Linked DNA regions of Mus musculus: region 2 is linked to region 1. The links are chromatin contacts, called in public promoter capture Hi-C maps. All regions are on one chromosome and are shown on one strand. The core of a region is the stretch at or near the end of the contact, and the rest is flanking DNA. Distances in the headings are between cores, read along the strand shown.

Evidence for each region. Promoter capture Hi-C pulls out the DNA fragments that hold promoters and counts their contacts.
Region 2: a contact with region 1 is called in a promoter capture Hi-C map of the HPC-7 cell line. The contact joins the promoter of Ero1a here to the promoter of Pxk in region 1. A contact is called at or near these places in 3 of 39 promoter capture datasets (the HPC-7 cell line, cranial neural crest and pre-B cells).

The regions. Positions count from the first base shown.
Region 1 is chr14:8,094,602-8,101,368 of GRCm38.p6, forward strand. Pxk (PX domain containing serine/threonine kinase) reads left to right here and starts at 3,610. Exons shown (of 18, transcript NM_145458.4): 1 at 3,610-3,815. The coding sequence starts at 3,714.
Region 2 is chr14:45,314,851-45,321,617 of GRCm38.p6, forward strand. Ero1a (endoplasmic reticulum oxidoreductase 1 alpha) reads right to left here and starts at 3,722. Exons shown (of 16, transcript NM_015774.3): 1 at 3,527-3,722. The coding sequence starts at 3,640.

The DNA of each region.
Region 1 (6,767 bases), core at 2,360-4,859:
GCTGGCAGAAGACCCAAATAATGTGTCCATCAGTTAAACAAGATGAATAGATTCCACAAACAATTTTTTTTTGTTTTGTTTTGTTTTTTAGTTTTTCAAGACAGGGTTTTTCTGTGTAGCTCTGGCTGTCCTGGAACTCACTCTGTAGACCAGGCTGGCCTCGATCTCAGAAATCCGCCTGCCTCTGCCTCCCAAGTGCTGGGATTAAAGGCGTGCGCCATCACACCTGGCTGCCACAGACATTATTTTTAAAGTGGCTCTTAGCTGTAAACCATCGTGACCTTATGCCCCTGGACATATTTTTCCCAGTGTTGACATAGAAAATGTTAGCATATGAATGACTATTATGAGTAAAATCTGTTGCTCAGTGTCCATCCCATGATTATTTGAAGAAATAAAGTCATTTGGAGTTGTAAGACCACCCTGCCTAGGAAATTCTGAGTTTTCACAAGCTTCTGTGATCTGATTCTGTACAGCCGTTGTCAGGGCTAGAAATTTCCTCACTAAAATCCATTATGTTCAATCAATCTGGCCAAGCCTCAGATTGTTAGATAAACAGCCCATGAGCTGTCTAAACATTTGGCAACATAGCAGAATATAAAAATCTTTTTTTTTTTCTTCTGCTGGCCTCCAAGTAGTTGTATGTATGCAAAGAGGCAAAGCCTCCCATTTTCTCATTCCTCATCAGTTTATGTGGCCCAGAACTGGAGACACAAGCCTGTTTGATTTAGAACAGCTCTGGTCTGAGAAGAGTTTCCCGAATTCAGCCTGTGTGACTTCAAATGCTAGACAGCCAGGCACAGAACATCTGTAGTCAGCCACTCCAGAAGCTCAGGCAGGAGGCTCGCTAGGTCTCTTAAGAGTTCAAGGCCAGAACTCCAATTAAAAAAAAAAAAAAAAAGGAAGGAAGAAAAGCCAAATGAATATTGAGGTTGTGTGAGGCTTGAAGCCCATCTGTCAGGAGGTTGGGCAAGGAACTCACTGAGTTAAGTAGGAAGAGATGAGCCCAGCAAAAGTGTTTGTCCTGAAGGGCTTCTGGAAAGAGCCAGAGGAAGGAAACCCTGACCCTGTCCCTGGCTTCCATCAGATGTTGCTCACTTTCAGTTTCCCTTTCCTGGTAAAGAAGACAGGCAAGTCACAAAGTCAAATCTCGTGCCGCGTGCAACTCCAGTCTTCGTTCCCACTCCTTTTCAGTCCCTTCCCTTCTCTTCCAGAGAGGAAAGCATTGCAATTCCCTTCTCTAGGAAAGGCTGTGCCGACGCCCTTGAAATAGCCTGCAGTTTGTTCTTAGCCAATGGCTCAGGCATCAGTGCAATTCAGGGCCCTCGATAGATAATCCTGCCTGAAGCTGTCCCAGTCTCCATGCCTCAGGTGAGGAAGCTGAAGCAAAGCGAAGCCAGGCTTCTGATTCCCCCTGGAGCTGCTGCAGACCTGAGGAGTAGCTCAGAACGAGCACCAGAGCCCTGACCCGCCTCAGCTTTGTGAAGGCAGCATATTGCCTAGTTCTTGGGTCAAACTTGATTTTTTTTCCTTTCTCATAGCAGTCCTCTTCCAAACCACTCCTTTCCACCTTCACCCACTCCATACGCATCTCCTGTTCCCCTTCCACAGTACTTTATCCATGTACTATTCACTAAGTACACTGTTGCTGTCTCCAAACACACCAGAAGAGGGCATCGGATCCCATTACTGATGGTTGTGAACTACCATGTGGTTGCTGAAAATTGAACTCAGGACCTCTGGAAGAGCAGTCAGTGCTCTTAACTGCTGAGCCATTTCTCCAGCCCATGATTGTATAATCTTATACTGGGGATTAAGTGCTTGTCTTTACATGGTATACGTCTGTGTGAAGCTCTCATTGCTTTCTTAAGTATAGCCCTCTTAGAGATAGAATCGCAGTCTCAAGGTGAGATGTGGTCAAGCCTTTCATATGCATTATTAAATCCCAGCACAACCACTCAGCTTATTACATGGTAGGTTCTCAGTAAATCAGTAAATACTCACTGAGTGACTTAATGCCTTCCATAAGGGTTAGGCCACTTTATATTCCCACCAACGAAATATGAACATGGCCTTGCCTTGATGGATCCCCACCATGACCAGAGTAATAATGCAGACTTTGTGTTTCTGTTCCTCTGACAATTAAATACTCCCTGTCCTTAAACAAAGCAATGGAGGAAAGGAGTGGAACCGTCCTAAAGTGACACATGGTTTGGCTTTAGTGGATTACTGCTCTAAAGCACATAGGAATAAAAATGAGATGCAAGAAGAGGTCTCATTGATTTAGGGCTAAATTAAGAAGATCCCCAGGTCTCCTCTGAGCATTGGCCCCTGAAGGCACTCTGGTGTCACTTGGCTCCTTGGGGTTGCCCAGCAATCTCTAAGCCTGAACTCTGAAGAGAATAACCGTCAAGAGCAATCTAGACCTTTGCTATGATGTCATCGCAGTGGTGATGGATGCACAAAGAAGCTTGGTTTCTATGAATAAAATAATAGAAATTCAGTGGAAACAAGCAGAAATAAATCTCTGTTCTGTGAATTGTCAGGATGGAATGCATATTGTTTGAGATTTTAAATATGTGCAAAGTTCCTTCCTGTCCAATTGCATTCCTATTACACATTCTACATGGCATTTACTTAGTTTTGCCAATGGAAGAGTGAGGTCTCAGGGTGTGTGTGGTGTGTGTGTGTGTGTGAGAAAGAGAGAGAGAGACTTATTCAAGATCACACAGACCCTCAACAGGGTCCTAGTCATCTGATCTAAGTTTAATTTCATTATTATCCTGGAAGGCTGTGGTCTTGGGTTAAGGTGAGCAGGGTAGATTTGGTACTGACAAGTTGATCATCAAGTTTGATAGTTCTGAGTTTGAGGTTCTTGGAGCCTGTTCTAGGACCGACCAAATATTCTCACCGTCTAAGAGATCTGAGTGTTCTTTGGTTTCAAAGACTTTAAAGCTCAACTGTGAGCTAGGACCAAGCATACAAGCAGGGAAATCTTTGCATCAGTTATTTTATTTTATTTTTCCACCTCTGTCTTAAAGCTTATTGTTTAAAGATTAGGAACTAAACCCCGTGGGATCCAGTTATGAGAGTGTGGCACCTAGGTTCTCCTGAAGATCCAGGTTTAAAACATGAATCCAGATTTGGTTTACAAAGTTTGGTCTATAAACTCAGACTGAGAAGCCACCCTGAAGTTGTTTTTTGTTATATCCTGAGTCCTAAGGTCCTTGGGCAGGAAAGTGTGATTAGGAGCAGTAGGGTCTCAAATCTACCAGCCTGAGTTTCTGAACGGTTCATCTGAAAAGCTCAGTTCTGTTAGAGTCCAGAGAAGCAGTGCGAGATGTGGTGGTAATGGTTTAGTTTTGTGCTCCTCGCCCGAGGCCAGGAGCTCACAGTACTGAGTATACGCTGCGGGGGCGAGGAGGCGCCAAGAGAGCAAGGGACATAATGCCTCTGACTGCAACCATGGGACGACGATAGCAGTCACCTACCCTGCCGTGAAGAACGGCGCTAGGACCCAGCGAGGTCGGGCAGACTGGTGTTGACAGCCGGCAGGCAGAGACGACCGGCGCTAGGACCCGCGGGCGGCGGCGGCGCGCGGGGCGCGGGGCGGTGCGCGTTGACAGCAGCGGCGGCGGGACGCGGCGGGTGGCGGGGCTCGGCGCCTCCGGTTCCTGCCCCGGCTTCAGAGGCAGCGGCGGCGGCGGCCCGGGATGGCCTTCATGGAGAAGCCGCCGGCTGGCAAGGTGCTGCTGGACGACACGGTGCCGCTGACAGCGGCCGTCGAGGCGAGCCAGAGTCTGCAGTCGCACACGGTGCGCGGCTGGGGCGGGAGGCCGGGGCCGAGGGCGGGGGCCGGGCGAAGGCCGGACGGCGGCGCGGCGCGGCAGGGCGCGGGCACCGGAGCCGGGCAGGTGTGTGAGCCCGCTGCCTCCCTCCTGCCGGGCCGCGGCCGGGGCGGCGTGCCCGCGCATCCCAGACCCCCTGGAGTGGCTTAGGGGAGCCCTCGGTGCTCGTAGTACGCACAGGCGAGTTCATTTCTGCCACATGCAGTCTTTTATGGGGCTTTAAAGCCACGCTTGCTTTCATTTGCCGGTACTTCCCCCCCTTTTTCCTTTTGGAAAGGTGCTCTATGTCTTGTAATTTACAAGCAGTAAACCCTAGGAACCAGTAAAAACCGGGGAGCTTGTAGCCTCTAGGACTTGATCGAGGAAATGATGAATGGGGTGGGGGTGGGATTGGGATTCCTGAGATTGTAATGTTTTGTCAGGCCAGCAAATCAGATTCCAGCCCAGAGTCTTGTTTATCAAGCAGTGTTTGGGGGTTCATCATCTGGAGGCTAAAGCCCCACAAAAGCCTTCTGTGTCTCTGTCTCTTTGTCTCGCCGTCTCTTTTTCCATCTCGCTGTCTCTGTCTCTTGTTTCTGACGTTCCCTGTGTGTTTATCTCTGTTTCTGTGTGTGTATGTTCAAATTCTTCGCTAGTCAAAGAGATCTTTCATTCTGATGTATTAAAGCAGGACTTTTTAGAGCCCTGTTACCTCTCCGACAGCCTTGCTTTGTAGGTCAGGATTGTTGAAAGCATTTATTCTCACTTAGAGAAATGACTGTCTTTTTTTAAAAAATGCACTTTTTCTCCCAATGGTAGGTAACATCCTAAGTCCTATTGTAGAAACTTATGAAAGGCACCAAAAATCTATGAGTTTGTTGCGCTTGTAATTTGTTGCAAAGTGAGTATTTAAGGCCATGTTTATGGAAGGTAATAATAATTCTTTCAAATTATGTTTTTTGACTGGATTACTGGCAAGTAAGTCTTATAACCTCATAGGGTGTTTTAGGTCTATTTAATACTAAAGAGATGGATGCTCAGAGACCACTTCCTCTAGAAAGCCTTCCTTCCTGCGTAGCTATTACCCTAGGCAGTATGGACACCAGGATGGTTCTGTAATTTCCTCTCTTCCAAGCTTTGACAGGAGGGTCTCTGTCTGATAGCATCTCATATGTGTCGATTGAACAGATCAGTGAATGGATTGCAACCTCACTGTGCCCCGTTTCCTGTTTGTGTAGAGATGGTTGTGAAAGTCGGAACAACCTGGCTTCTGCTAACAGGTCAGTGTGGAGGTGAGAGATGTAATGGGTTCCATAGTCACTCCAGAACTCGTCATTAAAACAAGTGTAAGGAATTTTAGGGCAAAAAATTGGCAGTTTTTATAATGATGAGTGAACAGAAAAGACAGTGACTCACAGGAGACCCAGAGAGGCAGACGTGGAATGAATACAGAGTGTCGTCTTGCGTAACATTTGACTGTTCTGTGCTCTTGCCGTTTTAGCTGTGACGTGGACGACTGAGGCATGTTGCCTCAGCCCTAAACTTTATTGAGAAAAAGCAGATACTGACACAAACTTCTTGGCCTGCTGATGAGTTACGAGTAGGTCCCTTGAAAACAGGAACAGTTGGAAATTATTTTGGAAAGAAGTAGTTATTGAAAGTGGTGTGTGGGCGAAGAGAAAGGCATTGCTCTCCTTTGGGTGGATGGAAGGTGGCTCTACAGTGTGTTGGCTGTGGAGATCTCAGAGGTCAAGATGCACCCTTCAAAATACTGCTTTCTAGAAAGTCACTCCTTGGCTATGGACAGAGACACATGGAGGGTATCTTGTGTTTTTTTTTTTTAAAAAGGAAGAAAGAGTCAGGATATGTTTGGTAGAAGTGTGGGCGGTTTGGTGTGGTGGAAGGGGGTGTCTCTGTGGGCCCCTGCTGAGGCACCCCTTTCCCCTGAGGTACCAGGCATATGACAGATATACTGTGGAATAGAGTTTATTTAGGGCATGAGGAGGGGAGTTGAGAAGGGAGTAGAGACAAAGAAAGGCAGAGAGAAAGGGAAGAGGAGGAGAAGGAGAGAGAAAATCGGAAAGGCTGTCCAGGAACACTTGTGTGTTGGGGAGGGGCGGGGGGGGGGGGAGGGAAATATGGGAGAGAGAGAGAAGAGGCAGGGAGAGAATGGGGAGAGAATAAGAGAGTAAGAGAGCCAGAGGGGCCAAACAGCCCTTTTATAGTAAGCAAGGCATTACCTGGCTGTTGCCAGGTAACTGGGGCAGAGCCTGGAAGGAATGCTAACATATATAGCAGTTGCCCTTTGGTTTGAAGAGTCAAGCTGACTATAGGTCTGGAAACATGTGTGTCAGTCACATGACTTTGGCCAAGTCACTGAAACTTTTTTCCTCTCTGTTTTGAGGTGTATGTATGTATCCAGTACTATGTATTTCTGTCTGGCCTGGAAATAATAGAGATTCCATCCAGGGTGTTTACCCAGCTCACTCAAAGTTTTATAAATTATATATGTATATATTATTATATGTATGTATGTATGTATGTATGTCATGTGTATGTAGAGGGTGCTTGCCTGCTACTGTGAATGTGTGGTAGTGAGAAGTCAGCTTTCTCCTTTTGCTAGGCCTGATCAGGTCCAATTCAGTTCATGCTTGTAGGCAAGTGCCTTAACTTCTTGCTGAGCCATCTTGCTGTCTCAAACTTTTTTCATTTTTGATGTAGCTGGGTCTGGCCTCGAACCCTGGTCTTCCTGTTTCACCTTCTGAATGCTGGGGTTACAGACATGTTATCAGCGCTGGATTAGTCAGGGTTCTCTAGAGTCACAAAACTTATGGGTAGTGTCTATATAGTAAGGGAACTTGTTGATGACTTACAGTCTGCAGTCCAACTCCCAACAGTGGTCAGCAGCAGCTGTGAATGGAAGTCCAAGGACCTAGCAGT
Region 2 (6,767 bases), core at 2,472-4,971, about 37 Mb after region 1:
CCAGCAGCCTGAGGCAGGCCTCCCCCACACTCAGGTGGCTGAGCACTGCTACTGCTTACTAGACTTGAAAACAATAAAACAGTTTTAGTGAAAAGGAATATACACTCATTTTAAATTAATTAAGTGCAAAATATATTCATATGTCCTCCAAAACAATTTTCAGTATTTCTTCTAAGAAATCTTTAAAATATATTTCACTACTTGCACCTAAAGTTTTACTACATTCACGTCATCAAATGATGCCTAATTCAACCTAACTGTCAGAAAATAAAATAGCAATAAGTCTGTATTGGTGATAACAAATACTATTTCGGTTCACAGGAGGAGTACTTCCTGCACGGGAGATTGTTTATTCAAAGGGGGATAAGAGCCAACTTTCCTTATAAGTTAGTAATATTATTAGCTAACGTTTTAATGGGATAATAAAAAGCAAGTGGTTGTAAGGAAGATTTACAGGTCCCAAACAATTAACCATTTCGAGTAATGAACAGTAAACAATAAAACACTATTATGAAAAGAGTTTATATGTAAGGGTTGGAATAGGCCTCTGTGGCTGTTCTTGCAGCCTCCACATAGCTCACAACTATCTAACTCCAGTTCCAGAGGCTCCTGGCGCTCACATGGCACACATACATACAAGTAGGCAAAACACTCATAGACATAAAGCTAAAATTTTTTTTAATGATTTATAACATACAGTGAAAGATCATGTTAAAAGGACTCGAAACCAGCACAATCTATGTAGTACCTCAGCGAGCCCAAAGATTCATTACAGCCATCCCCCATCAAAAAGCCCAATCCCAGCAAGCTATGCCAACAAGCAGCTGGCTCAATTTTTCTAACATCTTACACTGAAATCTCCCGAACATCTGCTGAGCACCAATCAAATGCTAGGTTTGAAAACCATTTTTTAACTCAGTTTTGATCTCAACAAGCACTAGGGACTTGTTGCAATGACTTTCTAAGGTCAAACAGCCACCGACTGCTCTGACCCAGACAGCATCTATGAACTGAACCCCATTACAAACCAGATACCCATGTGACAACAGGAGGTAGGTGGTGATGAGGTAACCCAAGGCAAACATGGTAACAAAGACCCACAGCAGGAAGGAGAAAACAAAAACAACAACAACAACAACAACAAACTGACTATTTTGACTATTTCTGTCATTGGCTAGGCTATACTTTGGAAACAAGAAGCTCACTATGTAACCCAGGCTGACCAGAAGACCCTGATCAAGCTGTCTGCAGATGTTACACACAAACACCACTGCTCCAGGCTATCTTGCTATTACTCAAAGTTGACTCTGAAGAGGAAAACCAGAAACTTCCTTTAAAGAAAAAGTGGCTTAGATGGTTGTGGGACACACCTTTAAACCAAGCTCTCTGGAGGCAGAGGAGGAGCTCTGTAAGTTGGAGGCCACCTTGACCTACAGAGTGAGAATCCCTGTTTCGAAACTCTGAGGTTATTGCGGACTGAAGAGAGCTCAGTATGTAAGAGCAAGTACTGCTCTTCCACAGGACCTGAGCTCTATTCCCAGCACCCACATGGTGGCCCACGCTATAGTTCCGTGGGATCCAACAACCTCTTCTGGCCTACTCAGACACTTCACGGATGTGGGGTGCAGACATGCAGGCAAATACACATTAAATAAAAATAAATAAATCCAAAAAACAAATAAGAGCTGGGCTGGTGACCCTTGCTTCTAATCACAGTACTTAGGAGGCAGAGGCAGTGAAACCTCTGTCAGGGCAAGGACAGCCTAGACTACACAGTGATTTCCAGAACAGCCAGGGCTATGTTAAAAATGGCTAAAGATAGGCAGATAGACAGACAGACTGACAGATAGATGGATCGATTGATCTGAAGATATTTTGACAACAGCTAAAAAAAAAAAAACCAAAAAAAACCCCTTATTACTAACCAAGGGAAAATGCAAAAATAATTAAAAGTTCCTCAATTTTAAGTAAATATCCAAAAAGATTGGTTGTATAACAAAGTTGAAGAGTCAAACAGTATTTGAATACCATTACCCAGAGAACATACTTGAAAGTGTAACTCCTAGTATCTTTTCTCAACACTCTAGTTAAAAGCTTCCTATCTCAAGTGTTTAGATGTTGAAACTGTTTACCTTAAATTTGTAATCAATAGAAAAATGGCCTTTTTCTGGACTTCTAACAACTCACTTCTGCTCCAAAATTACTCAACAAAACAATAAAATCCAAAAGTTTAAAGCGATGAAACAGATAACACCCCTTCTTCCTGACACTCGAGTGCTTATCTTACAGTATCATATGCAGCATACACGTATTTCTGATCACAAATAATAAGACCCACGAGTGACCTGGCTGTCTATCCCTCCATTTTTTTATAGATGTAATTTCAGAAATCGAAGTCCACCAAAAAGGTGGCTATAAGAAGAGCCACTGCTTATAGGGCTATAAGAAAGCCAATGCTTGGTCATTTGCCTGAGGACCCGAGGTGGATCCCGGTGTCCCATGTGGTGGTTGGGGAGAGGTTCCTGCAAGCTGTGGACTAAAAGCACCCCCTACAATGCGTACATTCACAGGTACAATATACATACCCACAAAACAAACCTGTATTTTAAACATCGTAAAGAACAGTAATGAACAAGTCGAGGGGGAAAGGGTGCTGGCCAGCGCCAGGTGTGGTCGTGAACGTCTGTTTAACAATACAATTTACATATTAAGTATCTCAGTAATAAAATGATCTAATACACTTTTAAACAGAAGAAAGTCTGGGGAACCGCTAATATTCGAGAGTTCTTCCAGGCTTTACAAGAAAGCACTAAGAGACTAGCACATCGACTGAATATGATACTTCTGGGTATTTCCAAGCTGTTAGCATTTCCTTAAGACAGCAAAATGAAATTCACAGTTATTTCAATGCGCCTAGCCTAAACGGCCTCATACAAAATTTACAGGCTACACTAAGAAAATAAAATTCTTTGAATGTTTTGCTCACGGAACCCACATCTCCTACAGAAGTAAATAATCACAGCTCATAATCAAACTTGAATACAGAAGAGCTAGGGCCTACCTCGGATTCCGCAAAGGAAGTGTCAGTATACGAGAATAAGCTTCAGGGGCAAGGTGCACCATACACAGGCCGAGAAGTCACAGGACAACAACAGCCGCAAAGACACCAGGCAGTTAGATCAGGCCACCCAAAGAGCCCCTCAAGGTCATTCAACCTCTTGACAACGACAAGACCTAAAGAACAACTAGTCTCCCCAAGAGTCCATATCGGGAACAGAAAGGCTGGGGACGTCCCCGGCACCGCTCGCACGAGGTGCCCAGGTGCCGGGTCCATTCAGAACCCCCGGTCCTGTGGACACGGAGCAGCCAAGGCAGGATGCAAGGAAGCAGTGTGACAAGCTGGCCAGGCGCCCACGCCCATCGAAGGGTGCCCCGTCCCGGGGCGATCGGGAACGCGGTGCGGGCCGCGCATCAGGATCGCCGGCGCCCGGAGATGCGCAGCCCCTGGGCCGCCCGCGCGCCTCACCTGGCAGAAGCAGCGCTGTGCCGCTGTCTCCGGCCGCCGCTCCTCGCCGTGGCCCAAGCGCAGCAGCCACACGACGCCCAGGAGTCCAACGAGCAAGCCCCAGGCGCGGCCCATCGCCGCTCGCCGCCCACCGCCCTCTACCCGCGCCGCCGTGCTTGGCTCCCCGGCGCAGGCCGCGCGCCCGCTGAAGTAGCCTGCGCCGGCCCCGCCCCGCGCTCCGCCCTGCGCCCTCCGCGCTCCCGCCTCCCCTGCGGACGTGCAGCGGCGCGCGCCTCTGTCCACGCGAGCCTCGGGCGGCCGCCTTCCTGCGCGCCCCGCTCACGCACCCGCCTCCGGTACACCTGGCCTGCAGCTCGTCCGGCGCAAAGACGCGGTCCTTCCGGGGTCGGGGTATCCCCCGAGCCACACTGCCCGGGGCCTGCGCCGTCCTGCCCGCCCCGCCCCGGAGCTCACGCCAGCCAGCCCATCCTTTCTCAACACTAGGAAATCCCGAGCCTGGGTTACGTGTCCGCCGTGCTCTGGCTGCCTAAGCCTTTTAAAAGGATGTTGGAGTTCATCTCGGGGAGCACGGCCGTACACACGATTCAGTGGCTTTCTAGTTTTTCCCTTCCTACATCCTACAAAGGGAACAGGTGAAATTGGTTTCCAAAGGGCTGTGCACCGCGGCTTACACCTATAATCCAACACTCCAGAGACTGTGGCAAGAGGATTGCTCAATGTCAAAGACAGCTTGAGCTACATACTTCCTGCCCTATAGAGTTAGGCTCTATTTTATAAATAAATGTTTAAATATAATAATAAAAACATGTTTTTATTAAACTAGCATAGAGAAGATATTAGCTCAATGTGTAGTCCCGATTTGTTCATAAAAAATTGACTCCTTTTTTGCTGTATTTTATGCGAATTAGGCATATTTCACAAGCTAGAGAGCAATGTGGTAAAGACTATTCAATCTCTCGTTTCATAAGTGGAAATGGGGAAAGCTGTTGCTAAGAACTGGAGTCAGGCAGTGAGAAGCCTTGCTTAGCCTGTTATCTATAGCATGCACTGTACACAGAGTAAGATAATATGGCCTTATAAGCTAATATTGTCTTCACGATAGCTATATTCCAGCTCATACTTACCTTTTCTAGAACCAGATCATAGTGTCTCTGTTACAGGTGTTTTTGCTGGTGTTCTTTTCACACTGTTCCAGATTAAAAGCAAGTTTCCATTCAATTCACTTTGCAATGCCGAGCTTGGCCTTGGAAGTACACAGGTGCATCGGCTCCATAAAACTGACAATGTCGTCAGTTTTCTTGGCTTCGTTGTCTCGTTTAGCTTGGGGTAGTGCATTTTTATTTTGATGAAGGGTCTCACTGTGTATTCCTGACTGGTCTGGAACTTACACTGTGGACCACGCTGGCCTCGAACAGGCAGAAATCAATTCACCTCTGCCTCCCTAGACCTGAGATTAAACACCTGTTGCCACCACAACCAGTCTTCCAGTCTTATTTTTAGTTCACTAATAATTGTGTGTAAGATATGTTTTCAATCCATATGTACATTGTAGGAAGACTCAATCACACTAATATATCCATCACCTCACCAGCTTGACTTTTTCTTACAAGAATGTTTAAAAAAATAAGTCTATTAGTATCTTCAGTCTATTAGTAGCTTCCAAGTACACGGTATATAAACCACAGCCTCCATGCAATACCATGGGTCAACGAAACTTACTTTTCCAGTCTAACTGTACCTTTGTGCCCTTGGACCAACTTTCCTCTCTCCAACCTTCTCTGGTTACCACTTTTCTACAGATTCTATGAGACTGGCTTTTTAAATTTCACACAAATGAGATCACACAGCACTTCTCTCTCTGCTCTTGGCTTCATTCCACTTAGCATGGTGTTCTGCAGTTACAGCTGTGTTCCAGGTCACCGCATGCCCTTCTTTATAAGTCTACACAGTACTCTGTGTCAGGGTACACACACTCAGGGTGTGCTTCCTTATTTGTTCATCCACTGATGGATGCTTAGTGTGCTCCTCGTGCTGAGCCACACCGAGACCTCCTCAGACCCCTTGGAATATAAAAAAGATGAGTGGCTAGGCTTGGTGGCTCATAGTGTAGTTAGTCCCAGCACACGTTTAGGGACAGCCTGGTCTACATATAGAGTTCAGGACTATATAACAAGTTCCTATCTTGAAAAAAAAAAAACGACAACAAACCCACTAGGCAAACAACACTACCTGGCTAATAAAGCTGGGCATAGTGGTATAGTGTAACTCCAACAGAGGCAGGCAGATCTCTGTGTTTTCCAGGACAGCCTGGGTCTATGTGCAGTGAGTTCCAGGACAGCCAGAGCTACCCAGTAAGAACCAGCTAGAAAAACAAACAAACAAAGACTAAGACAGGGGGATCATCATGAGTTTGAATCCAGTTGGGGCTACATAGCAAGACCTTGTCTTAATAAGAATTTAGAAAAAAATTATGGACATCATATTTGGGAAATAGCAGAGATTCCACAAGAAACTAAATATAGAGTTACCAGCCTGGTCATTTCCATAAATATCATTGTGTGAACATCTGAGCTAGTTGAAATGTGTATACTGTATGGATACTTGCCCTCTCCACAGTCAATATTTGTATGACATCTGTGGTAACATTTTCTTCCTTGTATTTCTACCACTGCATTGCAAACTTTTAAAACCGCTTAAACATGGCCTCCATCCTGAACATACCTTAGACTCCCAGGTTTTTGTTTGGGAATGAATAGCTTTTCTTATGACTAAGCACTCTTATCATCACAACTGAGAGACAAAGCAAAGGAAGAGAAATACTGAGTGAGTAAAGTAGAAGCTTTCTGAAGCAAGCTTGGTGCAGCTTAAGATGCTACACTGATGCAAGAGCCTGTAACCTGAGTGAACTGGTAAGTGCCAGCTTTCCCTAGAGTTCCCAAAAGACCTTTCGTTCAGTCTTCTGAGTGAGATTTCTTCTTCAATATGCCTTCCTAGGACATATTTCATGTCATTCAGTAACAATTTCAAGAGTCCCAGGGGATACGAAGTTCAGTCCTTGATTCTGAAAGCCCAGCCTCCTGTTACAGCTTTGTTCAGCAACATTAAATTGTTGGGAGATGAACTAGATCACAAGTTTGTTATTCTAATACTAGAACAACATCATGACAGACTTGATGCACACAGAATTTCTTGACAGAATGCTGACTGCTATGTAAATAGCAGCTATTATTATTAATTTTTT